Linked DNA regions of Columba livia: region 1 is linked to region 2. Evidence: chromatin contacts called from public Hi-C data. All regions are on one chromosome and are shown on one strand. The core of a region is the stretch at or near the end of the contact, and the rest is flanking DNA. Distances in the headings are between cores, read along the strand shown. Region 1 overlaps FBXL18 (F-box and leucine rich repeat protein 18). Region 2 overlaps RNF216 (ring finger protein 216).

Evidence for each region. Hi-C and Micro-C count contacts between places; a contact is called where the count stands out from the background.
Region 1: a Hi-C map of crop shows a contact between it and region 2, with 4 times the contacts expected there. The contact joins two enhancer-like sites. A contact is called at or near these places in 2 of 2 Hi-C or Micro-C datasets (crop and liver).

Annotation. Positions count from the first base shown.
Region 1 is chr15:13,923,348-13,928,403 of bColLiv1.pat.W.v2, forward strand. FBXL18 (F-box and leucine rich repeat protein 18) reads left to right here. Exons shown (of 7, transcript XR_010466393.1): 4 at 829-1,047. Among named protein-coding and RNA genes, the nearest start is that of FBXL18, 8.7 kb to the left of the region's middle. Within about 2 kb of position 3,289, at least 1 of the 3 cell types and tissues checked has an H3K27ac peak away from gene starts, as active enhancers do.
Region 2 is chr15:13,839,532-13,844,534 of bColLiv1.pat.W.v2, forward strand. All of the region lies in intron 13 of RNF216 (ring finger protein 216), which reads left to right. Among named protein-coding and RNA genes, the nearest start is that of FSCN1, 42 kb to the right of the region's middle. Within about 2 kb of position 2,195, at least 3 of the 3 cell types and tissues checked have an H3K27ac peak away from gene starts, as active enhancers do.

The sequences.
Region 1 (5,056 bases), core at 2,039-4,538, 85 kb after region 2:
ACTGGCTCCGAGCAGGTTCTGCAGACTGGTTTCTGTGAGGGAGTCATCCAGTTGTGCCGTTAGTTAAAATGTGGACCCTTGTTGGTCAGGTGTGGCTTCACCACGTCATTTAGTTGTCCTGCCCTGGGCTGTGACATGAGATTGCGGACAGCCATGATAGAGGATCTGTCTCTTTTCTCTGGGCCGGGTGTTTAAGATGAAAGTTGGATTGATGATGGTTTTTCTTCCCATGGGAGAGCAGTAGCTTTGATCCTTTGCCATCCTCTGACCGGGGAAGGCTGGTTGTGGTCACTCTGTTGGCTCAGAGACCCAACTTCTGCATCATCACGTGTGCATTGTGAATATTTCACGCCTGCTTCTCTCTAGGCAGTAGACTGAAGATGACCAGTTTGATCTGTGTGTGGTGCACTGGAGCAGTAATTTCCTAACTCTACAGCAACGGCCTAGTGAACGTCAGGTAGCAAAATCTGAACTGTGGTTGTTGTAAGACCAGGATGGATGTGCTGGTCACGTCTAAGACCCATCTTGACCAATGTGCTTTGTGGAAAACTTGAAAACCAAAGTTACTCCCTGTGGGCGCTGGAATTCTGCAGTTTAGGGCCTTTCTTCCTATTTGTGTCCTCATCCTTCAGCACACATCGTTCAGGAGTAACAAGCGAGCCAGAAGTCTGAGCGTGCCGTGTCGCATTTGTTGTGCCGTCCTGCTGGGATGAGCAGGTAGAAGGTTGTGCTGTGTAGAAGTGCAGCTCCATGTGCCGTCTTCCCTCTTGTCTGAACGCGGCCCAAGCACGAATTGCCCGTTGACTTGTTTTTTGTTTATTCTTGCAGGCTGGAACAGCCGTACTTCTGTGCGGGCGCCCAGTTCTTCCAGGCACTGAGTCACTGCTCCTCTCTCCAGCGGCTTTGCATCGTCTCCCGGAGCGGGACTCTGCAGTCTGACGCAGTGATGTCATTCATGGCCAACTGCCTTGAGGTCATCATGTGCCACATGTTTATGGGCGAATCTCTTACCGTTTGCAAAAATCTCCAACAATCTATTGTCCGGAGGTGAGTGCGGAAAGGGGTTGATGTGGAATTTTTGGAGCTGGTGAAGATTTATCTCGATTTCCTTGCTTGCCAAGGTTTATATGGCTTGGAGCACTTGTTCCACGAAGCTAATAAGTACTGTGTAACCGCTTGGCACGTGAACTAGTCTCTTATTTTAATGAGTGAATCAGTGAAATATTTGAAGGTATTATATGAATTTTTGATTCCGTTCCCACCCATGTTCTCTGCAGTTCCATTGGCTGTGTTGGAGTCCTGGATGTAAAGCTCTGTCATAAATCAAATGACACTTTTTGCGTAAACAAAACATCTGCCGACATTTTAAGTACCGAGAGATTTGACCTTGAAGCTTTCCTCCTTTCCCACAAGTGACTAAGATAATTCTCCGTCCTCTAATCACTTGTAAATGTCACTTACTGATAATCCCCTGGCAGTGCAATTCAAAGCCTTTAAAGGGTTGTTGTGAAGGGGTTTTCTTCAGGGGGGTGTATGGGGGAGAATTGGTACCAACTGCCTTTGCATGTTTGGCAGGTCTTAAATGCATTTTGCGTGGCCCCTTGCAGTGTTCTGAGGCTCACGTGGTGGGAAACGTTTGTGTGTGAGCCGTGAACTGCATTTGAAAAGCGAGCTTTTAATTACGCTTGGCATTTTGAAATCTCCTAATAGTGGCAGTCATCTTACCAAATATTTCCCGTGCAACAGACTTACCATTATTATTTTTTTTTTCTTCCTATAAGGCTTTTTCTCCGCCTTCAGTCTGTTTGCTTTGTCACCTACTGTTGCTTTACCCTGTTAAGCTCTAATAAAAATTTCAAACCACACGGCATTATTACTGCATCCTAAAGGGTGCTCCTCCCCCCAGCCTTTCTCCGGCTTTGAGCTGACTTATTACACTTGGCTTGTTTCCGCGGATCAGATCCAGAAGAGCCTACGACTAAATTAGCTACTACCAAACTGCACACGAGACGGTTTGTTACAGCCTCTAACAGGCTCTGTGTCCTCTGGGACAGCGATTGTTGGAAACATCTGAGTAAATTCCTTGTGATGTGACAAGGATTCTTTCAGTTTGTTTTTCACAGGGCTTCATATCTGTAAAAACACTTATTGATGGATTTCACTTGTGCTTTGGGGATCCTTAGGAAGAACCGAGGATCCACTGTTCCCATTTTTCATTTTGTCTCTGAGAAGCCGCTGCAGCACTGGCCAAGATTTTACCGTCCGCTTACTGAGCAGAAATACACTGTTCTGCAGTCTTTTCTCCTTCTTTTTCTCTGTCATGGTTGGATTCTTATCACATTCTGTACCTCTTAATAATTTAAACCCTGGGATCTTTCTGAAGAGCAGCTGATGCCTTGTGGAAACGTTAAAATCTATTTTTATATTTAGCAACAGGTTCTGGCTGTCATACTATTTTTCTTCTTTTGTATTTTATTAATAGAGATGTTTGTATGGAACAGGATTTCTGAAGGTTTTGTTTTTTGTTTGTTTTTTTTTTTTTGAAGAGAGCATCTGCTCCAACTGCACGTTCTATACCTGAAGTGATAATCCTCTATGACATTGTAATTGGTGGCTCTGGAAACTATTTTGATGTCACGTAGGATTATGACTTCAGGAGGAGGATAACCACTGGGAGCAGATGCTCTCCTAAGCAACAAAGATCCCGTTCTTGTGCAACTGTCTCTAGTAATAAAACGGAAGGAACAAAATACAGAAAATGATGTGTAAGCAAAGCCTGGAGTCTTCCACAAGGCGTCAGTGAGTCTTTAACCACGTGATTTTTCCAGCGATCCCATTCTCATCCTTGAACAATTGTGCCTTCAGATGGGGTCTGGAATTGACTTTCTCTTGACTGCGTTTTGTCTGCTACTCCAAGGGCAAAGAGACGTGCAGTAAAATCCGTGTGTGAGCTGCTTCATTGCCCAAACCTGTGGATAGGGCTCTAATTCACACAGCATGGCTTCCTCTAAAAATGTGCTGCTAGTCTCTTTAATCCAAGGTTTAAATTGGAAGAGCCCGTTGGGCAGCAAGTTTGAAGATACAGATCCTTGTGCCAGAATGAAATACGGTGATTTATCCTTTTTGTTGTTGTTATCTGTTTGGAACGGGTGCAGATGCGTGTGCGTGGGTGGCGAGGAGGACGAGGATGCGAGAGCAGGGGAGGCAGAGCTGTGAGCTATTCTTTGTTCCCTCTCTTGAGCTGGGGGAATTGATCCGTATTCCTCGGTCCCGTTCAGGGTTAGAGTTTCTGGTTTAGGGCTATAGTGATGATTTTGTTTAGGCTGAGAGCAGCTGAGTGATGGCTGGTTTTGAGCAGCGAGATGGAGCCAAGGCGACTCCCATTCTTCCAATGCCTCTAAAAAGCGTAGAAATGCAAGTGGGAACTGGAAAGGCTGAGGGCTGGGCATGCACCAGTAGTTTGCTGCAGGTGGTTGAGTTGGGAGGGCTTGAAATTGGGACCAAGTGCAGTTCAGTTGTGAGTGTACGGGAGGGTTCGGATCACAGGAGAGACTGGGACTGATCTGGGGAGAACACACTGGTTTGAGCTGCTGAACAGATGGTGTTTATACAGGGTGTGGTGATGGGAACTGGGTATTAAATCTCCTGCATCAAACCGGTGCTTAAAGCCTGAACTGATTGTCAAACTCTTCCCTTTGCCTGTAAAATAAGGATAGTATTATGTATTTCTGTTTTACTGGCTCAAAAAGTGAGTTGTTCTTATTTATGTCAGTCTTGTGACAGCTATAAACCAGCCCCTGTGGTGTCCAGCTTTCTTGTGGGCAGTTTTCTGGTTGAAGTTTGCTGCTATTTGGGACAATTTAGTTTACGTATTTAAGTCGTTAAAAGCCTTTGATTCAGTTCTGCCTCCTTGGCAAGGAAACACGGTGAGCAGAACAGCACTCGTCTGGAGCCCTCATCAGCAAACAAGAGGCTTGCAAGGGCAAGATCTCCTCTGAGCTTTAGAAAAGACTGTTTCCCTCTGGGCAGATAAATCATTGCAGTGTTTTTCTTTATTCTTTGTTTTTCCTTCTGTGTGTATGGCAGGGGTAATCTCCTTTATGGTTCGGGGAGATACTCTGTGCACATAAGGAGGACACAGTGGTTCGAGCGGGAGATGTGGCTTGAGTGGCTTCCCTGATCTTCCTCAGATTTCATGTGACAGTGGTCTGGCCTCAGTTTCTCCGTAAAACGACGTATTTTTTTCCTGTCACATGGTGCTCAGCTGCTGCCAAACTCCAGATAGCAGCGGATCTAACAAACACGATGTTTTCCTTTTACGCTTGCACCCTGACTTTGCCAAAGTGCTTAGTTCCAAGCATCTGTTGTTTTCGTTTAAATAACTCCTCTCTTAAAACCACTGCGGTGGTTATTCCAGAAACACTAAAATACCACAGTTAGTGGACTGACGGTTGTAGGTTCAAGTCTGACCCCAGACCTGTTGCTGGGCAAAGAGGCTGCTTTGTACAGAATGGGAATTTTCTTCTCCCTTTTGGGTTGGGTTGCTGTGATTCTTTCTAAACGCCTGCAAAGAGCCCTGTGTCCAAAGGCCGGGAAGGGGCACAGGGTTTTTTTACTTCCAGCGGCTTTCTCCAAGGATTTCCACACTGTTATTTTGTGAAGTAGTCAGTAGATGGAGCTGTGACCTATGGAAGGTGTCCCTCTTCTTAGTGCCGTGTTGAATGCTAAATAATCGTATTTATATGCCTGTATTTCTCTGCCCCAGAAGTCTTGCGGGCAAGGAATTTGGATGACTTCAGGATTGCACAGCTCCGTGGCGTGGTTAGCGGGCACTTCGCAAATGTGCAGAAGGAGTTGCTTTCCTGGTGAAGCTTCCCGGGAGAAAACAAGCTGGAAGAAGGGATAGGAAATGCTTTGGCAAATATCCCCTTGGCCTCAAGGACAGATTTTATTTTCCAGTGTGTTCCTTTAGAATTTTGTCGGTTTTAGGAGCTAGCTAAACACTTAAGCTATTATTGTAATGATTCCAAGGACTCTGCACCATCAGACAATACAA
Region 2 (5,003 bases), core at 945-3,444:
GCCGTGGCTGGCTGACAACCAAGGAGCTGAAGAACCACAGGACGCGGTAGCCTGGATTCAATAGGTAATGCCCTCCCGGGGATCGTGTGCTATGTTAATTAGCGCTGCCAGGGGAGAGACAACCTTGGAACATGTGCGATTCAAAGGCCACAGGACAAACTCAAGAAAAATGTATAGGGAGCCATTAGATTAAGTAACACTGATGGTGCAGAAAGTCCCTGGGCCGTGCAGAGCAGAATGCCTGCCCTATCTGTGTGTATGAATATATATATATTTATACACACACATATATATATGTACAACTGCCGTCTGTCTTCCTATGCAGGAAACACCACAGGTCTAGATGGACTGCTGGTGATACCATACTGGATCATGCTGATTTTGCTGGTGGACAAAACTAGCACTGTCTTGATATTCAGGAGTAAGAGATGTGGATGTAGCTGGCTGTAGGTAATCACTGCATCTAAAACTCTGCTTTGGGCCTGAACCCTGCAAAAACAGCCTTCATTTTGGCACACTGGTTTGTTAAACGGTTATTGTTCCAGGGTGAATATGTTGTTTCTCTGTGTATATACTGAGATAAAGGTTCTGCTTTAAACTGAGGTCCCTGGATTTCTCCTGCTACTGAACCGATGCTTGTGGATTGGGTGCATGGGAAGGTCCTGGTCTGGTTCTTCTCTGCGTGTTTCTGTTTGTGGCTCTCCACTTAGTGTTGAATACGGATGTTTATGCATATACTGAGAAAAGGCTGGTCTGGAAATAAACTCCTCTTTGCACCACTCCACCTCCCACTTCATATTTTAAGACTTTATTCTCTCATAGTAATTTTCCAAGTGGATTAGCGCAGGTCACCAAGGCATCCACCTCAGTAAAATACAGTGAGATGTTCCTGTCATCTCCTGAAACACTCCAGCACTTTACCCCATTGCTTATCAACCCACACTCCAGTAATCCTAATAGCTGTGTCATAGCAAGATTAACAGAAAATCCAAGCAAATATTTATGGTTCCCTTCAAGGTATGTATTAATCTAAAAATAGGGATTCTGCCAGGCTGAGGAAGCTGCTGCTGCTGGTTTGGGGAAGAGGCACACGGGGCAGGTGATGCTGCTGTGGTGTTAGTGGGGATGCAGGGGGCACAAGGACCGGTGTCTCAGCTGCCCTTGGTGCTACAGCAGCACCACACAGCATCTCGGTGATGAGAGTCAGGGAGAAGAAACACAAAGGCAAAGCAGAGGAGGAGCAGCTTGAGCCTGGAAGAAAGCAGCAAAAGGTGACATCAATATTGAATCATGTTGAAGATTTAGTTCCTTTTTGCCTGTGTGGCTGTGCAGGTTTCTGGAGTTTGAGTGACATGAGAAGGCTGATGAGGTACCACAGCTTCTTCCCCCAGAGTACAGCTGGTCCCAAGGGTGCCAGGCTCCAGTCTAGCTAATGATGAGGATCCTCTCCTAGTTTTAAAATCCCTGTGCTCATAAGAAGGTCTAAACTAAGATTTTTTTAATAGCAGCATCTCAACACTGACCAGAACCATGAACTCAGGAGCTCCTGTGATGGAACACCTGGTGAGGAGTGTGGTGGATGTTGCAGCTCAGCTAAATTCAGGCAGAAACTGGTCTCCAAAGGGGAGAAGCGGAAAAAGAGGAGGCTCTGTGGGTGTAGCTCAAAACTCTAGGAGATATCTGTAATGTCCTTACTGTGCCATAGTCAAAGAATGCTTTGTGCCTGGCAAGGCCATCGAAATCGCTAATGCTTATAAATATTGCCCCCTCTTTCCCACACAAGAAAAAAAGCAGAATTCCTTGTAGTTTGTGTAGGTTTAGGGAGTTTTATTCTGAAATAGCTGCAGGGTTGTGACACCAGAGGGAGCAAGTGAGCCTGAAATAGTTGCTTTCAACAAAAAGCAGCAGCGAATAATCACAGCCTTTGCAAGAGGTAAATTAAAACCATCTCCAGCCTGGGAAACATGCACAGCTCAGCATCTTTTCTCCATAAATATTTCCCTGCTGTTGAATCTTTGTAACCCCTTCGGAACCAAGCAGCTGGGCTCCCCCTGCTAGCAGCAAACTGCTTCTTCCCATGTGCTCCTGGAGCATCTGCTGGGCAGATTTTCACCCGTTGATAACTGAGCTCTGTGGCTCTGTCAGGCTTTACTGGACTGGAGGAGTCACAAAGAGATTGGGATGAAATGAGTCTGGCCTTCCTGCACGGCACTGGGCAGCCTGACATCCCTGTGGAGCAGTTTTAGTACTGGAGCAGTAGATTTAGTCATTTCCTTAGCGCCCCTCATGCATTTCTGTAGCTAAAGCAACACTTGAGCTCAGGAGGAGGTTGGTCTCATCCTTTAAACATGAGAGTTTTCCAGTCTTTGCACACACATCGGGAGCGGTCGAGTAGCTGGAGGTGGGGGTTTTCGGTGTTTGTTATTAAACCTCCCTTGCAGGCAGACGATGTTCTTTCCTGCCTTGTCTCCATGGCGTTGCATCCTTGTGGACACAGATACAGCGAGGCGTACGAGGGGTTTTGCTGCAAGGCAGCTGAGAGCGAGCTGCCATCAGAGGGCTCCAGAGCCCTGTTCTTCAGTGTGCTCCTTTGTGGAGCGATCTTCCCCTTTTTCTTCATCCGTTTGTCCAAGCTGCCTTAGCAAAACCCTCTTACACCTGCTCTGAATATTTTTTCCTTGTATTTCTCAGATTGGTTGTGAACCTGCTCTCTTCACTTTAACCAGTATAGTTGTACATGCTACAAAAAAAATGCCTTGCACTCATCAAGCTTATTTCTTTGTCTGAATAGAGAAATTTGACTTAGTAAGACTCCTTCCCTGTTGCAACCAGACCCCCGTAGCAGGAGCTGTGTCAGAGGAGGCCTGAGACCACTTTGAGGGGCATCGTTCATCTGTATGCAATGTACTGTGTGCCCGTCTGGTAACCAACACAATGAGCCTTGGCGCTGGGGTTTGGGGCAGGGGAGGGAGTTGTGTTGCCATGACAATACAAATTGCAATAAATGACTCTTTATCTAAAAGCATCACGTTTTTCAAAGGAGAGAAAGGGGGGAAAAAATGGTGTAAAATAACAGCAGTTGAAATACGGTGTGAATTCCAGCTTCAATAGATGTGGCTTACTAGAAAAATGTGGGGCTGTAGGTGTTAATTCTGGAAATGTTCTTCCCCTTGGGGTGTTGAGGGAGCGTTAAGATGATCATGCAGGAGCCAGGCAGCCTATGACTAAGTATCCAGCAAGTTTTCCATGCAAATATTTGTATGTGAGTTCCAGTACTAGCTGACTCACACCATGGGACGTACTGGGAGCGCAGGGACCGCACACTGGTCGCCGCTCCCCAGCGGGGGCACAGCAGCCAGGCTGGCACGTCAGGCGCCGTGCAGATGGCCAACTGTTTGTATTTCTGTTGTGCCTGGAGCAGATTCCTCCGAGTTATCGCTGTCTGGGGGAAAGTAAATGTCCCCTGGAAGCCAGAAGTGGTAGGGATGTATTTATAGGAAAGACAGCAAAGTCCAAGAGACTTAGTCCCGCTCTAGGGGCTTTTTAGGCATCTCCTGTTGATCCTGTTTAGGTGGAACATTTCTAATCCTGCTGTGAATCCCTGTTAGAGACCGGGTTTGTTTTAGGCAAGGCCAGTTTAAGATCTGTTTCTACTTTGATCTGGCACCTCCCCGTAAGCTTGTCTGTTTTCAACATAGATTCCAAAGACCAGGCTCTTTTTTAACCATTGTTCTCCAAAATTGTCCACAAGAAGAAACTAAACTTAGCCAGTTGCCTGTAATTCAAGATGTGTGATGATTGCACTGGTGTCGCAGCCTGTTGTGTCTTGTTAGGCACAAATAGAAATTCCAAGGAAGTGTGGGATAATTAGAAGCAATCCAGTGATTCTTGTGACTGTATAAAAATAACAGGACTTTTTGAGGATGGGTTATTTTTAGCAGCTTCATGTCAAAAAGGTTTTGCATCAGAAAACAGTAAAATGAGGTATTATACCTGGGTTGTCTTGTTTTGTCTTTTTCTCCTCTAAGTATGATCTGAGTTGAGGCTCTTGCTTCTTAAAATAAATTGGTTTTGGAAATGGTTGGGGGTAACTAACATAGCCCACTGGTTTTCATACAAGGGGAGATGAGCACCAGGTTTAGCAGTGGGACCCAGAACCAACCAAACTCTTAGTGGGTAGCGAAGATCTGATTTAAAAATAGTACGTTTTGAGCAATGCACCCAAAGAAACCTTGCAGCCTGAAACCGTCTGATGTCTATCTGATCTGTATTTAGTTTTGGTGGTTTATTGTGTCTCAGGGAGGTTAACATTTTTCTGCTTGCCTGTCCTGTAACAAGACTCTTGTGTAACACAAGGTGTTTTTCAGGCTTGTTCTGAAAAGCTGCTCTTCAAGGGAGAAGTTCCAGATTGGCAGCCAAACCCAAAAAGTTATGTTTTTATGGGTTTTATGTATAGTATATCTTCTTCCTGCAAAGTCGAGTAATGTTTGTATATTAAAAGATGGGGAAGAAGGTTGAGGGTCTCAATAGCTGCTCACTCTGGTTACCAAGGCAGAATCCAACCCACAGCACTGAACGATTTCCGAGTTGTTCCGTTGTAGTTTGTGTCACCAAAGGTTAAACTTTTGCACCTAAGCGCAGCTAAATGAAATTCAAGGTAAATACTGGGAGTGCTCTTGGGCGCTGTGCCGGTGGGACTTTGGTTGGAGAGCAATTGGTGACATTTGGGAGCTGCGCAGAGTCAAGCGGCTTGTCCTGAGGTCTGGTGTGGGATAAAGCAACATTTCCTTCGGTGTGAAGAGGAAGGACACAGATCTCTTAGTGTCGTCTGGCTTCCTTCTTGCTGAAAGTCTTCTGGTTTGAGAGGCTGGTGCAGGGGAAGGAGCAGGATGCATGAGTCACGCGTGTGAGAACCACGGTAAAGAAGAGACTTGGAGACATTGTGAGTATGAAGCGATGATGTTTTCCCTTTCTCTAAAAGGCCTTTTTAACACAAAATTCCA